Regions from separate parts of the Ovis aries genome. Here all the other regions are linked to region 1. The links are chromatin contacts, called in public Hi-C maps. All regions are on one chromosome and are shown on one strand. Each heading gives the region's core, a stretch centred on a gene start, on an enhancer-like site or on the middle of the called end of the contact. The rest is flanking DNA. Distances are from core to core; before and after follow the strand shown. Region 1 holds the start of PCBP1 (poly(rC) binding protein 1). Region 2 holds the start of MXD1 (MAX dimerization protein 1). Region 3 holds the start of TIA1 (TIA1 cytotoxic granule associated RNA binding protein).

What was found. A called contact is a pair of places that touch in the nucleus more often than the background predicts.
Region 2: a Hi-C map of tail adipose tissue shows a contact between it and region 1, with 4 times the contacts expected there. The contact joins the promoter of MXD1 here to the promoter of PCBP1 in region 1. A contact is called at or near these places in 15 of 16 Hi-C or Micro-C datasets (blood, hypothalamus, liver and 7 more).
Region 3: a Hi-C map of liver shows a contact between it and region 1, with 3 times the contacts expected there. The contact joins the promoter of TIA1 here to the promoter of PCBP1 in region 1. A contact is called at or near these places in 3 of 16 Hi-C or Micro-C datasets (hypothalamus, liver and tail adipose tissue).

Annotation. Positions count from the first base shown.
Region 1 is chr3:38,312,136-38,314,704 of ARS-UI_Ramb_v3.0, forward strand. PCBP1 (poly(rC) binding protein 1) reads right to left here and starts at 1,294. Exons shown (of 1, transcript XM_004005809.5): 1 at 1-1,294. The coding sequence starts at 1,027. LOC105610458 (a long non-coding RNA gene) reads left to right here and starts at 1,779. Exons shown (of 7, transcript XR_003588681.3): 1 at 1,779-2,315.
Region 2 is chr3:38,461,744-38,464,312 of ARS-UI_Ramb_v3.0, forward strand. MXD1 (MAX dimerization protein 1) reads right to left here and starts at 1,287. Exons shown (of 6, transcript XM_004005810.6): 1 at 978-1,287; 2 at 131-230. The coding sequence starts at 1,050.
Region 3 is chr3:38,174,041-38,176,609 of ARS-UI_Ramb_v3.0, forward strand. TIA1 (TIA1 cytotoxic granule associated RNA binding protein) reads left to right here and starts at 1,296. Exons shown (of 12, transcript XM_060411993.1): 1 at 1,296-1,524. The coding sequence starts at 1,499. TRNAG-CCC (transfer RNA glycine (anticodon CCC)) reads left to right here and starts at 891; the gene lies at 891-961. It also overlaps the pseudogene LOC132659524.

The sequences.
Region 1 (2,569 bases), core at 44-2,543:
TTAGATATTGGGCCAGACTAATACTGGCAGCAGAACCAGTGATAGTAACCTGCCTACCAGAAGAGCCTTCCACTGGGTTGGCAATTTTGATCTGGGCCCCGGACATCTGGCGGATCTCATTAATGTTGGCGCCTTGGCGCCCGATTATGCAGCCAATTAAGTTATTTGGAATGGTGAGTTCATGGGTGGTTTGAGTAGATGCATCCAAACTTGCCCAATAGCCTTTCACCTCTGGAGAGCTGGAGTCAATTCCGGCGAATCCGGTCCCGCCGTGCATCATGGCAAAGTGAGACTGTTGTCTTGCCACCTGGTTCAGCTTGGCCAGATCGAGCGGAGAAATGGTGTGTTGTCCTTGAATCGAGTAGGCATCTAGAGGTGGTCCCTCCAGGTCATGAGTGGCGTGGGGGTAGCCCGCAGCGTCGCTGCACCGATCTTGGCCGCCCGCGCAGATGACTGGAGAGCTGGCCGGCATGGGCTGGTACGGAATGGTCATGACTCTCCCTTGCGGAGACTGGGAGAGCGTCTCCAGCATGACCAGGCAGATCTGCTTGACACACTCGGTGACAGACTGCGGCACGCCAGCAATGGTGATGGCCCGCTCGGTGGAGTTGGGCAGCATATCCCCCGCCACCTGGACCTGGGCCCCGGTACTCTCGCGGATCTCTTTGATCTTACACCCGCCTTTCCCAATCAGGGAGCCGCACTGGGTGGCCGGCACCACCAGCCTCAGGGTGACCGGGGGCCTGCTGGCCGCCGTGCTGTTGGTCATGGAGCTGTTGATATCTTCTTCCAGCTTGTCGATGATCATAGCGAAGGCCTTAAAGATGGCATTGGTGGGGCCGGTCAGAGTGATGATTCTCTCCGGGCAATTCCCCTCCGAGATGTTGATCCGCGCGCCACTCTCCTCGCGGATCCTCTTAACCGACTCCCCTTTCTTCCCAATGATGCTTCCTACTTCCTTTCCGTGCATAAGCAGCCGAATGGTGAGAGTCACATTTAGTCCACTTTCAGTCACACCGGCATCCATGGCGAGCGGCGGGCGGCGTTCGGGGGAGTTGGGCTCGTTACGTGGTCAAGTCTTTGGTGGCTGGCGGGGGGAGGGGAGGTGTAGGCCCAAAACTGCCGGCGCGAGGCGAGCGAGGGCCGCGGGAGCGAGCGGGCGCGGGCGGGAGGCCGCGGCGTCGTCGCAGGGGCGGGCGGCGGCGGCGGAGGGGGCGAGCGGGGCCGGGAGCGGCGGGCGGGCGGGTGGGCGAGGGCGCGGCGGTGGCGACTCCGGCGGCAGCCTCGGCGGTCTGGGCGGGGCGGGAAGCCCGCTTTCAACCCCGCGTACCCTCTGACCCCGGAAGTGCTTGCTGCGCAGGACCCCTTGAAAAAAAAATGAGGACCCATCCTTTTTAGGTCACAAGATTGCGCCAACCCCAATAGAGTAGTTTTTCAAAAACTCTCTAAATAGGCTAGCATTGAAAATAAAGCACCGCTGGGCAGAAGCTGTGGTTCCGGCAAAATTTTAAGACGAACACGTATTTTATTAACCCCAGAAGGCGCCGGCAGACGTTTGGAAATGGCAGTGTTGTGCTTGGGAGCGACACATTATTTCCCGCCGTACAAAAGCGGTTTGAGTGAGGAGCGACACGGGCAGCCCTAGCCGTAACTGCAGGCGGCTGCTAGGACGCCGCGGGTTTAAAACGTGCGCGTGAGGAGATCAGAGCGCATGCGCAAGGGTGTGGGGAGGACGGGAGGGGCAGCCGCGGTCTTCCGGGGGGGAGGGGAGGCGAGACGAAGCCTGTGGGGCGGGCGCCCGCTTGGACGGGCACGTGGGGCCCCTTCGTCCTCAGCGTCCGGGCGCCCCGCACCAGTCCCCACCCCCGCCCCGGCCCTGTGGCGGCAGCCGGTGGGGAGAAAGACTAAAATCATCCCGCGCCGCTGCCATCAGAGTCGCGGCTGTGCTGATGGTTTCTGGGAAGTGCTAGAAACGGGGCCATAAAGAGAATGGCGTCCATTTACATAATGCTTTGTCTGCATTTTGCAACTCTTCGTTAAGCCCGCAGAAACCCCACCTCCTACGCTGGTGTCGTTTTAGTCGCTGCCGCCTCGTCACACGTTTAAGACAATGGCGTGCATTTATCCGGGCTCTTGGGGGGGTTCCTGCGGTTTCCCCCGCGAGGGTTACGCTCCCGCTGCTGCTTTTCGGCACCTTCCCTGCTCAGCGCAGCCATCGCGCCCGCGCTGTCCGGGGGCGGCCCCCAGCTGGGCCCGCCATCTTGGAGGACCTTTCCTGAGGGTGTGGAGCCGAGCGGCCCGCCCGCTAATAAAAGGTCGCTGGGGCCGTTGGTGCGCCAGTTGTGATTTCTGCCGGTTCCCTTTTCCTTCGGTTGAGCCTGACAGAACAGGCCGAGTGCGCTGTGTGCTTTAGGATCCCTTAGGGAAAGCGGCTAACGTGGCGGTCCCTCAGTCCCCCGCCCCCTTCCCCGCGGGGGTGGCCGCCATATTTGCTGAACACAAAATGGCGACACGTGTCCTGGATTCGTCGCCAACGAGAAATTGGGGTCGCCCTGAAAACTTTAGAATG
Region 2 (2,569 bases), core at 37-2,536, 150 kb after region 1:
GGGTTTCTTCCAAAGCCTTAGGACTATGTATACATTACTGAATCACGATTGCCGCTTCATTTACGGGGTTAAAACCCAGTATCATCTGCGGCATAACCTAAAAGAGAAAGGAAAATATTTACCAAATTACCTGCTACTGCTGTTATTCTTCTTGGATTTGCTCCTCCGTTTTAAGGCATCTCTGTCCTTGTTATTGTATGGTAACATGGAGGCATAACCATGTTCAGCTTCTAGAAAACCGGAGGATCCAGTTAATGAATGAACACAGAACAGTCAACACTCTCTCCCCTTCACAGTATTTCCTTTTAAAAATGGATTTATTTTTTATTAAAAGAAGACTGTGGAAATAATTAAAAGGAGCAAGGTGGAATTCTTAGAACAATGATTGTTTTCTCAATTGAGTGAATACCCTCAGTTCGGAGCAGGTGTAAGGAGCATTCCAGCTGCTCATTGTTGAGAAAGACACAGCAAGTCTCAAGGAGCCTGGGTTTCCCATTGGCAACGTCCAGCAGGTTGGTGTATATTAAGTGGGACCGGCCTCAGACGAAGGTGCGGGGCCAGACACCGGGAGCCAGAGCCGAGGTCGGAGGATGCGGGGCAAGGGAGGCGCTGCTCCGCCGACTGGGAGACCCGGCGCCAGGCCCACTTGGGGGCGGGCCGGGAAGAGCCGGGTGAGGTAAACCAAGCGCTTGGCTGAGGGGGCCCCGGGCACCCCATTCGCGACGGGGTGCGGAGGGGGAAGCACTCAGGATCCCGGGGGCAGTGGTCCCTTTCCACTCCCATTCATTGACTTTGGGGGCAGCGACGGCCTCCCTTCGGACCGCGCGTGGGGAAAGCTGGAGGGGTTGGGAGCGCTCGCGGGTCGCGCTCTCAGCTCCTCCAACCACCCCCGGAGAGGCTGGGCGCCGGGATCCGCTGCCAGGCCCCTCAGAGCTCCCGGGACTAGCTCGGGCCGGCCCCCTCCCGTCCCCGTGCACCTCTCTCCCGTCGCTCCAGGTAGTCGGCCGCCTCCAGCAGCATCTGGATGTTCATCCGAACCGCCGCCGCCATTCTGCACCGGGGGCCGGAGCCACGGGACCAACCCCCACTGGACACGGGCTCGCCGCCGCCGCCGCCGGACACCCGCGCCCCGCTATGGACCCCGCAGAGCAGGGCTGAGAGAGCCTCTCTGGCGACCACGCTCGCTGGAAGGGGGAGGGGACCGGCGAGCTGGGCACCACCGACACCGTGACAGAACCTACAGAAGAGCAGCAGCCGCCACCGCCGCGGAGTGTTTATCCCCGACTCACCGTCCCCCCGCCCCCAGGCCTTTCTCTTGACAGGCCCACTTCGGCTGCGTTCCTCATTGGGCGCCCCAAAGAATTCCCCGCCCCCGGACCTGTCCGATTGGGGGAAGGCACTACGGCCCCGCCCCTCAGAGTCCGCTCCTCTCCCTGGTTGGTCACGCTTGACAAGGCCCGGGCTCCACCTCCTCTTTCCAATTGGTGACAGGATTCTCAACTCCGCCTCATGCTCCTTCTCTGTTTTCCATTGGTTCTATACCAACAACCGGGCCCCCTTTTGCTTTGTTAGTATTGGCCAAGAGATACAGAAAGCAAGCCACTTTGCCTGTCTCCCATTGGTGGGACCTTCCGACACCGCCCAGCTACGATGACGTCATCTTTCCCCTGGCTAGCGATCCCTGAATGGCTAGTGGTTAGACGCCGGGCTATTCCTACCCCAAACTGGCATTGGATTGCAGGGCTGACCCGGGCACCGAGCCGCGCTGATTCACCGACCCCGCCTCGGACCTGTTGCCGGAACCTGTCTCCGAGGAAAAGTTCCGGGGATCTGCTGGACGCCCCTAGGGTGGAAGCTGGCACCGCGCGTCACCTGGGCGCTCTGCCCTGCTCGGGTTCGGGGCCAGATCTCTGGGTCTGCTGGCTGCGGCCCGGAGGTTCCAGGCTTTCCGGGGCCGAAGGCCCCGCCGACAGCCCGATAGGGCGGTGGGCCTGGGGCTCCGGCGAGCGCCACGTGGCTGTAGAGCTCGGCGGGGGAGACTGTGTTCAGTGCTCGCCACCCAGCGTTTTTTTTTCTCTCCCCAGAAAGCACTGGAATCGCGAGGCTGTATACCCCGCCCTAAGTGCTGGCTAATTACTCCCTCAAGCGAGTGGATTTTAAAAGCTCAGAAACTTCCTGTACCTGCAGATTGACGTTGAATTCTGAGATTTGTTTGACATCTCTTTGAGTCTTCCCTTCCCTTTTATTCTTGAGGAAAACATTCAAAAAGAATACTTCCTATTCAAGACGGCTATAAATGGTGTTAGTGTGTGTGTGTGTGGTACCAATATAAATGTACGTAGAACAGAACAGAACTAAAATTTTTAAGAATTGTTCCTTAAGCTATCTCGAGACCCAAGTTACACTGTTAATACACTGACAGCTCCATTAAAAAAAAACTGAAATAAAACTCTTGGTAAATTGAGACTCCTGAATATAGAAATGAGTAAAGCATGAACATATTTAACAAAGCTTTTAAACAGTTTATTGTTGCCAATATGTGAAAACAATAGCTTGTCAGGTAATTTAC
Region 3 (2,569 bases), core at 46-2,545, 140 kb before region 1:
CAGTAAAAAAAAGCCCAGAACCCTAACTTTAGGCCACAGGAAATTCCTCAATTATACATTTTAAAAATTTGTATTGTTCACCCTTAAAATATTATTATTTGATGTCTTTGAATAAAATCCCAAGAATGTACCACAGATTCTAAATTTAATTTTAAAAATGATTATCTAAAAGTGCTGCAGTCTAAATGAACTACTTCAAAGAAAACATCACATTTTGGGGCATGTACATTTCCCAATGTTTAAAATTTTTTTTACATAATTTAAAATGCAATACAAAATGCATAATGAGTATACTGACGTACATTTTTCTGCCTCCCTGGAAGAGGATAAAAATTTGTATATCTTCTTATTCCTTCAGTTTTAGAATTCTTGGATTGATCTGTATTAAATAACTGTTTCTTAAATATTTTCCAGTGTACATTGATTATACCAAGGAAATTCAAATATAAAGAAAAATTCCTCAAAGATCTGGATATATTCCTGGCTCAAAAATTTGGTTAACACCAAGAAGACAAATTCTTAATGAAACTCTTACCTTTTTTTTTTCCGGCTTCGCCGCGTGACTTGGAGAATACTTAACCAGGAATTAAACCTGATTTTGGCAGTGAAAGCATGGAGTCCTAAATACTGGACTGCTAGGAAATTCCCGGAAACTCTTTTAAGTTAAAAAAAAAATTTTTTTTTTTAAGTGAGATTTTTCCATACAGAAAAAGTAGGAACATCCATTCAACCGTACCAAAATGAAAGAAATCATCTTTTACCTGAAAAGTAACAGATTATACAGACTTTCGGTAAACTCTTATTTTTAAATGACTAAATCTTCCTCACTTGGGAACGAACGTCCGCGTGTACTTGGTTCTAAGGTATTTCAACGGCAAAGATTCTCGTCAGCGCCGCTGGTGTAGTGGTATCATGCAAGATTCCCATTCTTGCGACCCGGGTTCGATTCCCGGGCGGCGCAGGCTGTTTTTGTCCCCGCTTTGCGTAGTTTTTAGAGTCTTTCTTCTTCTAGAAACACAACTTTTCATTTCCATGAAGATTTATATCTTACTATATATCACTGTTGACACATTCGAATCTGAAGGTGCAATTCAAAAATGTTTACTCAAGTCATTAAACAGTTAACCTTTACGCCTGCGCAGTCTGAGACAACCCCCTGGCGTCGATGGAAGCACGGCTGCGCAACAAGTGAATATAAGGACTGAGGTGTAGCCTGGCGGCCAGGAGGTTGAAAGTGCAAAATTCTTCTGCGCCTGCGCGGCCCGGGTCACTTCCCTGGCTGCTCCAAGGCTCCCGGCTCGCCGCCATCTTGTTTTGGGTCTTCATTGTTCGCGCTGGGCCCGGCAGTTTAGTGTAATTGCCGCCGAAGAAGGAGGCGGGGTAACCTCCGGTCAGCCGAGAAACCCGGCTATCCCGCAGCCATAGCCAGTCAAAAGATTTGTGAGGTAGTAAAGGGTAGGGAGCTGGACCTGGAGGCGCCGCCGCGACAGCAGCAGCCATGGAGGACGAAATGCCTAAGACTCTGTGAGTCTGGGGCAGCGATGAGGGGGGCGGGATGGTGATCGTCCCGGAGCGAGCCTTCGGCTCTGCGCCGCTCCCCAGCCTATTGTTCCCCGTGGACGCCGTGCTATCAAGGTTACTCTCTGGCGCTCACCTGGATGTCTAGGGACCGAGACCCAGGCAGTGAGGACGAAATGGAAGATGGGGCTCAGCCTCTAAATTAGTCCATACACCGTAACTGCCCCTACAGCGTGGCCTTTGGCCTCGTCCCGGGCCTTCGGCCTGCAGAAAAGACTTTCATTCAAACCTCTTTTCAGAACTCGGCCAGCCTTTTTGTCCCATGCTTTCTTTCTCTCCCGTATCCCCTCCCCGCTTCTCGATTAACCTATTCTGATTTTTACAGCCGTCTCGCTTTCATTTTACTTTGATTTTCTCCAGATACTCTTCCTTTCATTTTCTTTTCATTGATAAGAATTTTTGTCTTGAAAATCCTTGTACTCATTTTCATGGGTGTGAACTTTATTCTCGCAGTTGCCAACTGGGAAAAAGTCAATTGTTTTTTCTTAAACTTCTCTTTGGCTCTTTTTCTGTGGCAACCCCCCATCCCCGATCAAAAAGCCCCAAATCGGACCCCCTAAGGATTTTGAAACTGCTTTTTAAAAATGGAACTCTCGCCCGGAGATATATATCAACTGAGGGGAAGTGGATTTAATGCTCTTTTATCTTCGCTTGCTACTTTTTTGATTGATATGTCGTTGAAGGAGCGGGGAGTTTTTAATAAAGCAACAATTGATAAGTACCTTAACTAAAATGTTAAGTCACCTCTGTGAATTTTTGTAGTGTTAAGTGGTCTTAGTTTGGGATCATTTCTTTGTAGCGTAGCTTTCCCCCCGCCCCAGGCATTCTCCTTTGTTTTTCGAAGTACTATCCGACGAGGTGATCCTGCCTTTGTTGCTTTTCTCGAAAATAAGAAAAAGCCCAATCAATTTTTGACGTAGCTTTCTTATTTTTATTTTTAGAATACTGGCAATTTGAGAACCCTCTGCATTAAAAAAAATACACTCTTGGG